Regions from separate parts of the Sus scrofa genome. Here regions 1, 2 and 4 are each linked to region 3. The links are chromatin contacts, called in public HiChIP or PLAC-seq and promoter capture Hi-C maps. All regions are on one chromosome and are shown on one strand. Each heading gives the region's core, a stretch centred on a gene start, on an enhancer-like site or on the middle of the called end of the contact. The rest is flanking DNA. Distances are from core to core; before and after follow the strand shown.

Region 1 (2,726 bases), core at 81-2,580, 150 kb after region 3:
GTGTATCATCGGGATTGCCAAGGTCTCTTTTGAACCCAACAAGCATACTACAGAAAGGCAAGTCATGTAAAGCCCATACAATGGACCACTCCAAATCTTACATAGGAAATCATTATCAAACCACATAGCATCTCTTGGCTGGCAAAGAAAACTCAGGTTAGTTATCTTTTATTTTTAAGCATACCAGACTCCCCTCTCCCAAATTCGTTCAGTTACTTGTAGGCCTGACAAGTTCACAAAGCCCCGCCCCCCGTCCTTTCAAGAATTCTCAGAAACAACCTTACAGATGAGGACCGATTAACAAGAGGAAAACTCAGGATCGCACAGGCCTGAGAACTAGCAGAGTCTGACTCTGTCAGGGGCTCCTGACTCTCAGATCAGAGGTCTCTGTACTGGTCTCCCCGCTCGGAAGCTAGAGATGGATGGAATCTGGTCCGTGTCCCAACGCGCACCGGCTGGGAGGACAAACACAGAGGAATGACCGCTTTGCTGTGACCCAGGAGATTTGAGGGCCTGGTCCAGCCTGGGAGTCAGAGGAGGCCTCCCAGGGGAGGCAACAAATAAGAGGTAACTAGAGCAAGAAGCAGCAGGTGTGGGGCGGTAAAGAGGTGGTAGCGCTCGGGAGAGGCGACGAGCGGAAAGGCGTTCAGAGGAAGGGAGGAAGACCTTACAGCCCGGGTAGTTAAGAAAGGCTCAGAAAGACGACAGCTTCTGAATCGGGCTTACAAAAATAAGCAATATTTAAAAAAAAACGTTCTCGGCGGAAAGCATGGGGAAAAAAAGGGAAAAAAGCCTAAAAGAGAACCCCCAAACCTCCCATCCTTCCGGCCAAACCAGCAAGGAGCCGCCTCTTCTCGGGAACTCACGTCGACCGCTTGGTCCAGAGGCCCGAACCCATCCCAGTTCAGCTGTTTAGATCGCTCTCTGGGCCAACGCAGACCTCCGATCCCCGGCCCCAGCCGCTACCAAGACACCCGAGAACAGAGTAAAAACACACACCAAAACCTCCGTCGCCGTCGGCTACCCCTTCTTTAACCAACGCCTCGGCTTCCCAGGCGATCACTTCAGGATGAGGTCCTCGCAGAGCCCCGCCCCAACAGGCGTGGAGATTGCGCTGTTTTCTTAGGTGTCCGCATCTCTGCCTGTATAGAATTCCAGAGCCGCTCTTTCCTTTTGCCCTCGCTTCCCGGGGGTGACTGGCAGGCTCACGCGCCTCCCCTGGCCGGGGGTAGAGGGACTACGAGCTCTGTTGCCCGGCAGCGGGCGGGCGAGCCCCGGCTCAGGCGGCGCGTGGGACAGTCTGGCCTCCCTGAGGTCCCCGGTCCTCGCGGCGGCGGCGGGGCGTGAAGGGAGGGCGGGGTGGGGGGGGGAACTGGCCGGGCGGAAGAAGTCGAGCCCGAGGCATTTCCGGTTCCGGTGTCAGTTCGAGGCGCCGCCGCCGCAGCCGCCGGAGCCGAGATGCCTAAAGGAGGTGAGGGGCGGGCGCGCGTGGCCGGAGGGCCTAGTGGAGCTGCCCGAGTCAGGCTCCCGCTGTCCACTCAGCCCGCGGGCCTCTCGGCCAGCGGCGCAGAGAGAGGACGTCCGCGCCGACTGAGGGCCAGGCCTGGGCCTCGACGCCCAATTGTCCCACTGGGGAAACTGAGGACTGTGGGGGCCTCGAGCCACTCCCTCGGGGGTCCGAGGGAACTTGGAGGCTCTGGGTCCTCGCCGACGCGGAAGGCCGATCTAGAGCGCTCTTCTGGCCTGGGGGGTCTGGAGGTCCTCCCGCTTTCAGGCTCGCCGGAGACTGAGTCACCGCGTCCCGCGCCGGTGCCGGGCCCGCCTGCCTCGCGCATAAAACGTGGGCTCCGGGCTAGCCAGGCCTGCCTACTGCGACCTAACTTGATGTTCTTAAGCCTGCGAGACCTAGTTTTGACTGCTCTGTTCGGCAGCGGCTCGATGTGTGCCTTAGAGCCAGTTGGTTAACCTAACCGTGTCTTAGTATTGTCCCTTGGAGGTAGTGGTTAGGAGTGTACCTACCTCATAATACTGATGGGAGACTTAAACTAGGTTAGGTAACCCACGTGGAGGGTGCAGTACGGTGCAGGACAGTCTTTAAGTGCCCCGTTAGCATTAACTATTGTTATTTGTAAGACTTTGCCAGTTCTTCGGCCAAGAAGGTAAAGCATCCCTGGCTTCCCAGTCCATTGTAGACGGTCCTCCATCCTCTTCCCCGTAAGAGTCAACAGCTCTTGACTTGAAGCCCAGCTGTGTTACTATCTAATCTTGTGGCCTTGAACAAGTTATTTAACTTTTTCCAGCCTGTTTTCCCCATCTGGAACACCTGTCTAATAATTCTTAGCTTGGAGAATTGGGGCCGGGGTCATAAAACTATAGAGCACGCATGGTGCCTGGCCACCTTCTGCATGGAACAGATGTTCAGTTAATATTGGTCGCTTGTGTGTCATGTTGATTAAGATGCATCAGCCCACAGGAAGATCTGCTTGGAGTCTTTTCAAACCTAAATGATTTCCTGATTCTCTACTCCCAGAGATAATTGGGGTTTACAGTGCTGAATCCCTTTAAACCTAGCTCTCTACTGGTTTATTCCATGGTAGGAAAAAGCCATGTCTCTTGTGTTCCTCAGTCTCCTGCAAAAGGAGGGTACTCCATGAGCTCTTCCAGCTCCAGAGTTCTGGTTTTAAGAGTCTTACTAGATAGATAATTTGCGTTAAGGTGGGGCGGTC
Region 2 (2,700 bases), core at 94-2,593, 230 kb before region 3:
GACCTCTTTTATCCTTTAGAAAGAACATGTGGGAAATTGTCTTATATCATTAACAAATCTATGATGAAGAATGAATTAAAAGCTATCAATTTTAAAATGTCAGGAGACAGAAAACGTGTTGCACATACCTGAATCACTATCGTTACTTTCCAAGAATTAAAACATTTATAGAGTTCATGTCATCATGACTTCTTGCTGTTTTCTAATAACAGTGAAATTGAGATAGAAGTCAAATGTGACATGGAGATGGGCCTTTCCTACCCACTCCTTTAAAGTAATCCCTTTCCCAGCCTGTTCTGTGGTGTCAAGAATCCCACACTGTTAGATGACCGTGATTCCTTGTCTAGTACTGTACTTAAAGGGAAAAAATAATTATAATACAAGTTGGAGTTTGGGACTTGCATGGGTCGTGAGCAGATTTCATATCATAGGGAAAATAAGTTTCTGTGTTAATGATAATCCTTCCAGAGATAGGAGGGAAAAGTGAAAGAAATGAATAAAATATCCAGATTTCTGCCAAGTCTCCTCTGTTCTACAGATTTCTGATTTGGGAGGTAGAGAGTTGTGCATAGAAAGAGTGGGGGATGGCACTCTTAGAGATGAGTGCCAAAGAGGGGGCATGGCGTGGGGGGGGAAGCTGAGTCTAAGAGACGGGCAATGTCTCCAGCCCCTGGGTGACCAGGTGCCTTATGTGAATGACACCTGGGGTAGGAGAAAGGGGACCAGGAACCCCTGAGTGACACAGGGGCCAGCTGCTCTACACATCTCTGGCAGCAGACCCAGAACCCAGAAGGTGAAGACAATGGGACAAAAACCCAGTTGACTTCATGTCTCCAGGACCCCCAGAGCTTGGGAAGGGAAGGGTACCCCCACTGCACAGGGACCCATTGGTTAAAATCTTCCTCTGGTGGATTCTGGTCCATGGAAACGGGTGGTCCACCAGAAGATCTTCCCTGGGAGCAAATAATGTCACTAAACTCTGCCAACTACAGAAAATAGGCACTTGGGGGCAGGAGGTTGGTTACTCCTTCCACGGGACTGAGTCAATGTCAATAATATCAATAATACTCCCTTTGCTGTTTGTGGACCCACAGCTTAAGCACCCTTCCCTCCATTAAATCTGATCTTCAAATCAGTAAAGGGAAAGGGAGACCTGATTAACACCTAAGGCCAAGGTTACAGAGCAGACAAGTCTGGACGGCTACTCACAGATAGAGGAGCACCAGGCTGGTAGCCAGGAGAACCCAGGTCTCTGTGGAAAAGCCTGGGATCAGGTCCATGGCCACTGTCCTCGTGATTCTCTCCTCGGATTTTCCTTTTAGCTGGTTGTGCTGCGCTTTGCCTGCTGCTTTCACACCCAGTGATGACTCGCTGAGGCTGAAAGATTTATATGCTGGGAAGTGGGTGGAGCTGGGGTTGCAGCCAGTGAAAAAACACCAGTGCTCTTCCTGCAGGAGCCCTCCCCCCCTTGATAGTTGGCAAAGCACCATGGACAGTCAAGTTTGACCTCCTTTGAACTCATATTCTGTGCGAATTCAATAACAACTCAATAAGTGTTATCAGTAAGTCCAAAGGTTACAGAACTCAAATAAAACCACTAGCCATTAATCTCCTATAAAATGCCATGTCTCCCTTAAGCTGCCTGCACTCCAAAATACTTGAAATCCTCCAGACAACCTATATCTACAAATATTTACCCATGCAGTTTCCGCTGCCTAGAAATACCCCTCCTTCCCCAATAAGGCACCTTCTCATTCTTCAAATCTCAGCTCAGAAAGAATAGTCTATCTTAGAGTCATCCCTAACCAGCTTCCTTTACCAGGAATAACCACTTCCACTTCTAGGCAATTCCTATCCGCCTGAGCACAATTCTATTATCCTCCAGGACCCTGGTTTGTTTCCAAACCTGTTCCCTTACAGATCGAGGTTGTGGACACAGTCTGAGTATTAGTCACCCTTCCATCCTTGGTACCTAGCAGAGGTGGGCATCAGAAAGGTTGGTAGACTTGAATTGGTCGTCATGAGAAATCTGGGCCCCTGTGTTTCCTTTCCCTGTGACTCTTTGGTGACCACACCATATTCCTGGATAGTTAATGCAACAGAGGGCCTGGTGGGCCTTGGCCACCATCACTGGACATTCTAGATTATCCATCAGCATTCTATTGACAAGAGGGCTCCAGAAAGAGATGCAGGACTTGGAGGAGATGGTGATAGCTATACCAAAAACATTAATTTGGGCTGATTTCTATCCCACTGAGAGAGTCTTGCAGTAGACAGTGAGTCAGACAGAAGTGAAACAAGAAAGGACCTCTCTCTATAGGAAGACCACCACTTCTCAAACAATGGGTGTGAAGGGTGTGACGCAGGAAAGAAACCCAATGGCCAAGTGGACCCCAACCTCCTTATCCACCGAGATGTAGCTCATACAGCACAAAGGTCTCAAAAATGTTGGCATGATATTTTCATCCAGGGCAAAGGGCATCAGATTGGATGCCCCACTCTTTGACCAGTAGGGATTTTTCTTTAATGCAGCTGGTAGGAGGAGTCCTATAGACAGCTAGAAGTTGGGTGTCACCTGGGAGACACTGCCATACACCTGATGGGAGAGAAATTCATCCAGCTCATTAGTCTCCCTCTGAACCAAGTTTTGCATCTGTTTGGCAGAGAACCATGGACGATGTAAAAACCAAACCTCTGATG
Region 3 (2,700 bases), core at 34-2,533:
GTGCTCTCTCGGCCTTACCCCCAGTGAGCCCCTGCTCCATGTCGGTGTCCTGCACGAACTGAGGTGTTGGGGACAGACCCTCAGCGTAGGCCTCCAAAGGCTGAAACGGGACCCTTGGAGATCCTGCTGTTTCCTGGGCCGATAGTTCCTCCATCCCTGTGCTGGAGGACAAGGACCATCACTGCAGGGTGAGAGGAGGAGAAATTACTGTGACAAGTGAAAACAGCCCGTCATCCTACACCCTCAGGACTTAGCAAAGTACCTTACACACTGCAGATACCTAATAAAAAATCGTTAATAATGACTGACCTAACCCAAACAGCACAAAAAAAAAGGAGTATCTTGCATTTTTAAATATTTAAGGTCCCATTTTTAAATATTTAAGGGTCCGAGTCTGCAGGTTTACGTGAACTCCACTCATTCAGAATCTGTGGCTTTTTTTTTTTTTTTTTTTTTTTTTTTTAATCAAGAAGGCACAATTTCATAGTGGAAAGGTTTCTGCGGAAATTTAAAATGCTCGGCATTTACAAACTTCTCGCCAGGCTGAGACAGACACACTAGCTACGATTCGTCACTGGTTTTTCAAGCAGGCCCCTGAGCAATTACCTGGCAAGCACGTGTCCGCCCACTTTGAATTACGGAAGGGACTCGACCCCTAACAACCACATTCCACGGTGGGGCCGGGGGTGGGGGCGCGGGGGTCGGACCCTTCGGAAACCCAGGCCGGGAAGGCAGGCCCTTCCCACCATCCTGACAGTAACCGGGGAAGGGCTGCGACTCAAACAGGTTTGACAGGTTGTCCTTCACACGCAAGGACGCGACAGGGACAGGGTGCCGTCCCCCCTCCACCCCCTGGGAAAGGCCCTCAGAAGGCCTCGGCCGGCGCTGCCCTCCTCCCGCTTCCCGGGCAGCTCAAGACACGGGCCCCCAAGGGCGAAGCGGGCCGCAGACACCCCGCTCACAGCAGGGCACGGTCACCGGGTCCTGACGGCGGGGCCCTCGGCCCGCGAGGCGTCGGGGCGAAGCCCGACCGAAGCGTAACGGGCCCGGGCGGCCCGGCCCCGCGCTCTCCTGGGGACGGGAGCCTCCTCCTGCTCCTCCTCCCCGGGAGGCTCGGTAAGAGGCCGGCCCACCGCCGCCCCAGAACGGCTTCCGGGGACTCACCCGAGCGGAGGGGCGGGCCAGGCGGCCGTCCCGTCGCGGACACCCTGGCTCGCGGGGCCGGCCTTGCCTTTCGGGGGTCGCTCTAGCCCGCTCGGAGGCCGGCGCTTCTCGGTGGCACTTCCGGGGGCGGTGTCCGCTGCCGGGGGCAGGGCCCCGGATGAGGGCGCGGGAGGAGGGCCCCGGAAGAGCGGGCGGGAGGAGGGCCCCGGATGAGGGGCGCGGGCGCGGCTGCGGCTCGTCGGGGAGGCTTTGCCATGGTCTTCTGCCGGCCTCACCGCCCTCCTGACCCCGCTGCCCACTCTGTAGCCAGTAAACCAGTAATGACCGCGCCAGCCCCGGACGTGGGAAAGCGCCCCCCGCTGGCCCTTGCCCAGCTCCAGCCAACACCCGAGCCTCCCCGCGGAGTGGGGTCCCTTCCGCCTGGGTGCGTGTCGGGGACGAGCACGGGGGCGGACCCTAGGGTCCGATGTCCGTGAGTCAGCCGGTTGGGAGCTTACGCAGGGGCACCAAGCACGCCGCTTCAAGCGAGGGTTGGAGGTGTTTCGATGGCCGGAGAACCACAGAGAATCGTAGGATCGGAACATACTACAGTTCTTGGGGGAAGGTGGGAGCGTTGAGCAAATTGGGGTGAAAGAAAGACACCGATCGCAAGAGAGGTGCGTTCCTGCTGGAAAGACTGGGCTGTGCAGAAAGAAGCAGGGCTAGATAAAGCACGGAGCACGTGGACAGGCAGGGCCAAGGCTACACGAAGCCCCTAGGGCATTATGACTGCCTAGCTCCTTAGAGAATGTGATGTCCTGTGGTGCAACTAGACCTGCCAGGGACTGGAAAGTCGCCTGAGGAATCAAAACGGTGATTTGGAAGGAACAGTAGATACTGCTCCTTTGTTTAAGTTCACAAATCAGATATTTTCCTTTAATGATACTTGACATTTCCATTAAATATAATCACAACCAAGTGTGACATTCTATATGTTTTTTTTTAAACGCTATGAGCCTTGGAGTTCCCGTCATGGCTCAGTGGAAACGAATCCGACTAGGAACCATGAGGTTGTGGGTTGGATCCCTGGCCTGGCTCAGTGGGTTAAGAATCGGGCGTAGCAGGGAGCTGTGGTGTAGGTCGCAGAAGCAGCTTGGATCCCAGTTGCTGTGGCTCTGGCTTAGGCCAGTGGCTACAGCTCTGATTAGACCCCTAGCCTGGGAACCTGCATATGCCATGGGTGCACCCTAGAAAAAGATTAAAAAAAAAAAAAAACGAGCCTCTGGGATATTCTGATATGCCTTCCCTTTCTTTCCTCCTTGGTATCATTCATCTAAAGCAACTTCCTACCATGAAACAATCTCTCTAGTCTATAGCGTCTCTGCACAAAGGTATAGGCGTCACAGAAGATGCACTGCATTTTTTTGTTTGTTTTATTTTGTCTTGTGCCTACACCACAGCAACACGGGATCTGAGCCTCGTCTATGACCTACACCACAGCTCACAGCAACACCAGATCCATAACCCACTGAGCAAGGCCAGAGATCGAACCTGCGT
Region 4 (2,780 bases), core at 67-2,566, 170 kb before region 3:
AATATTTATGCAGTTCATGATTTCCTACACTTTTCTAGTGAAAGTGAAGTTGAGATAGAGGTCAAATGTGATATGGAGATGGCCTTTCCTACCCACTCATTGAGAGGAATTTCTCTCCCAACCTGCTCCATGATGTCAGGAATCCCTCCACTGAAAAAAATTCCTCTGTTAGACGATAGTGATTCTTCGTCCTATACTGTGCTTAAAGGGAAAAAATAATTAAATATGACATGTATGTGTAACTGGGTCACCATGCTGAACAGTAGAAAAAAAGGTATTGGGGAAATAACAATTGATTACAATTAAGACTGCTTGAAAAAAATAAATAAAAAATAAAACAGAAAAAAAACAGGAGCTGGAGTTTGGCACTTGTGCCTTTGTAGGTAGGTTGTTAGCAGATCTCATATCATAGGGAAAATAAATTTCTATGTTGACGATCTCTCTCTCTCAGATACTGGAAGAAAAGGTAAAAGAAATGAATAAAGTATCCAGATTTCTGCCAAGTCTCCTCTGTTCTACAGATTTCTGATTTGGGGGCTAGAGAGTTGGGCATAGAAAGAGTGGGAGGATGGCACCCTTAGAGATGAGTGCCAAAGAGGGGGCATGGCGTGGGGGGGGAAGCTGAGTCTAAGAGACGGGCAATGTCTCCAGCCCCTGGGTGACCAGGTGCCTTATGTGAATGACACCTGGGGTAGGAGAAATGGGACCAGGAACCCCTGAGTGACACAGGGCCCAGCTGCTCTACACATCTCTGGTAGCAGACCCAGAACCCAGAAGGTGAAGACAATGGAACAAAAACCCGGTTGACTTCATGTCTCCAGGACCCCCAGAGCTTGGGAAGGGGAGGGTACCCCACTGCACAGGGACCCATTGGTTAAAATCTTCCTCTGGTGGATTCTGGTCCATGGAAACGGGTCGTCCATCAGAAGATCTTCCCTGGGAGCAAATAATGTCACTAAACTCTGCCAACTACAGAAAATAGGCACTTGGGGGCAGGAGGTTGGTTACTCCTTCCACGGGACTGAGTCAATGTCAATAATATCAATAATACTCCCTTTGCTGTTTGTGGACCCACAGCTTAAGCACCCTTCCCTCCATTAAATCTGATCTTCAAATCAGTAAAGGGAAAGGGAGACCTGATTAGCACCTAAGGCCAAGGGAACAGAGCAGACAAGTCTGGACGGCTACTCACAGATAGAGGAGCACCAGGCTGGTAGCCAGGAGAACCCAGGTTTCTGTGGAAAAGCCTGGGATCAGGTCCATGGCCACTGTCCTCCGTGATTCTCTCCTCGGATTTTCCTTTTAGCTGGTTGTGCTGTGCTTTGCCTGCTGCTTTCACACCCAGTGATGACTCGCTGAGGCTGAAAGATTTATATGCTGGGAAGTGGGTGGAGCTGGGGTTGCAGCCAGTGAAAATACACCAGTGCTTTTCCTGCAGGAGCCCTCCCCCCTTGAGAGTTGGCAAAGCACCATGGACACTCAAGTTTGACCTCCTTTGAACTCATATTCTGTGAGAATTCAATAACAACTCAATAAGTGTTATCAGTAAGTCCAAAGGTTACAGAACTCAAATAAAACCACTAGCCATTAATCTCCTATAAAATGTCATGTCTCCCTTAAGCTGCCTGCACTCCAAAATACTTTAAATCCTCCATGCAACCTAGGTCTATAAATCTTTACCCATGCCATTTCCTCTGCCTAGAAATACCCTTACTTCCCCAATAAGGCACTTACTCATTCTTCAAATCCCAGCTCAAAAAAAAACTATTCTGTCCTCAGAGACATTTCTAAACAACCTACTCGAGCAGGAATAACTGCTTCCACTTCAGGACAATTCCTATCCCCCTGAACACATGTCTGTTATCCACCAGGACCATGGTTGGTTTCCACAGCTAGTTCCCTTACAGATGGAGAGCTTGGGCACATCTGGGTATTTGTCACCCTTATGTCCCTGGTACCTAGCACAGTGCTTTCTACAGAGTAGGCATCCAGAAAGATTGGTGGAATTGAGTTTGTGGAGGTGAGACTGGTGGGCCCTTGCCTGTTCTTTCCCTGTGGTTCTTTGGTGACTGCACCATCTTCCTGGATTGTTAACACAACAAGAGATCCTGGATGGGCCTTGGCCACCATCTCTGCACATTCAGGACCATCTATCAGGATTCTGTTGACAGGAGGCCCCCAAGGGAGAGGCAGGGCGTGGAGGAGATGGTGGTGTAGCAATTCAGGGTGGCTCCTGTCCCACTGACAGGGCCGCAGTCGACAGAGAGTTAGACAGAGTCTAAAACAAAAATGGCCCCTCTTTGTGGGAAAACCACCAGTTCAATAACAGCAGAGGAAAAGCGGCCCAGTGGCCAAGTGGACTTCAACCTCGTTATCCACCAGGGATGTAGCTAATATAGCACAAAGGTCTCCAAAAAGTTGGCAGGAGGGTTTTCTCCAGGGCAAAGGGCATCAGATTGGATGGCTTCCTGCTTTTTGACCGGTGGGGTATTTTCAAATGCAGCTGGTAGGAGGAGGCCAATAGACAGCGAGAAGCTGGTGTCACCTGAGAGCCCCTGCCATACACCTGATGGGAGAGAATCAAGGACTGAAAGTCCTGAGATTCCTCTGGCTCATTAGTATCCCTCTGAACCAAGTTTTGCATCTGTTTGGCAGAGAACCATGGACGATATAAAAACCAAACCTCTGACGTTCTTAAACCTCAACGGAAATGGAAGGCATTAAGCGGCCCTTATGCACTTCTTCTCTCTTTATCCTTTTTCACTTTCGTTCTTCTGGCC

What was found. Promoter capture Hi-C pulls out the DNA fragments that hold promoters and counts their contacts. HiChIP or PLAC-seq counts read pairs in DNA pulled down with a chosen protein or histone mark.
Region 1: a promoter capture Hi-C map of liver shows a contact between it and region 3, with 5 times the contacts expected there. The contact joins the promoter of BUD31 here to the promoter of ZNF655 in region 3. A contact is called at or near these places in 1 of 5 promoter capture datasets (liver), 1 of 47 Hi-C or Micro-C datasets (embryonic fibroblasts) and 1 of 2 datasets of contacts at active chromatin or transcription factors (alveolar macrophages).
Region 2: an H3K27ac HiChIP or PLAC-seq map of alveolar macrophages shows a contact between it and region 3. The contact joins the promoter of CYP3A29 here to the promoter of ZNF655 in region 3.
Region 4: an H3K27ac HiChIP or PLAC-seq map of alveolar macrophages shows a contact between it and region 3. The contact joins the promoter of CYP3A46 here to the promoter of ZNF655 in region 3. A contact is called at or near these places in 1 of 5 promoter capture datasets (liver), 1 of 47 Hi-C or Micro-C datasets (skeletal muscle) and 1 of 2 datasets of contacts at active chromatin or transcription factors (alveolar macrophages).

What each region holds. Positions count from the first base shown.
Region 1 is chr3:6,353,853-6,356,578 of Sscrofa11.1, reverse strand. BUD31 (protein BUD31 homolog) reads right to left here and starts at 1,330. Exons shown (of 6, transcript XM_003124311.4): 1 at 1,000-1,330. It overlaps PDAP1 (28 kDa heat- and acid-stable phosphoprotein), which reads left to right and starts at 1,366. Exons shown (of 6, transcript XM_005661875.3): 1 at 1,366-1,471. The coding sequence starts at 1,459.
Region 2 is chr3:6,737,145-6,739,844 of Sscrofa11.1, reverse strand. It overlaps CYP3A29 (cytochrome P450 3A29), which reads right to left and starts at 1,343. Exons shown (of 15, transcript NM_214423.1): 1 at 1,210-1,343. The coding sequence starts at 1,280.
Region 3 is chr3:6,503,291-6,505,990 of Sscrofa11.1, reverse strand. It overlaps ZNF655 (zinc finger protein 655), which reads right to left and starts at 1,283. Exons shown (of 3, transcript XM_021086134.1): 1 at 1,165-1,283; 2 at 19-181. The coding sequence starts at 154.
Region 4 is chr3:6,676,447-6,679,226 of Sscrofa11.1, reverse strand. CYP3A46 (cytochrome P450 3A46) reads right to left here and starts at 1,316. Exons shown (of 16, transcript NM_001134824.1): 1 at 1,193-1,316. The coding sequence starts at 1,263.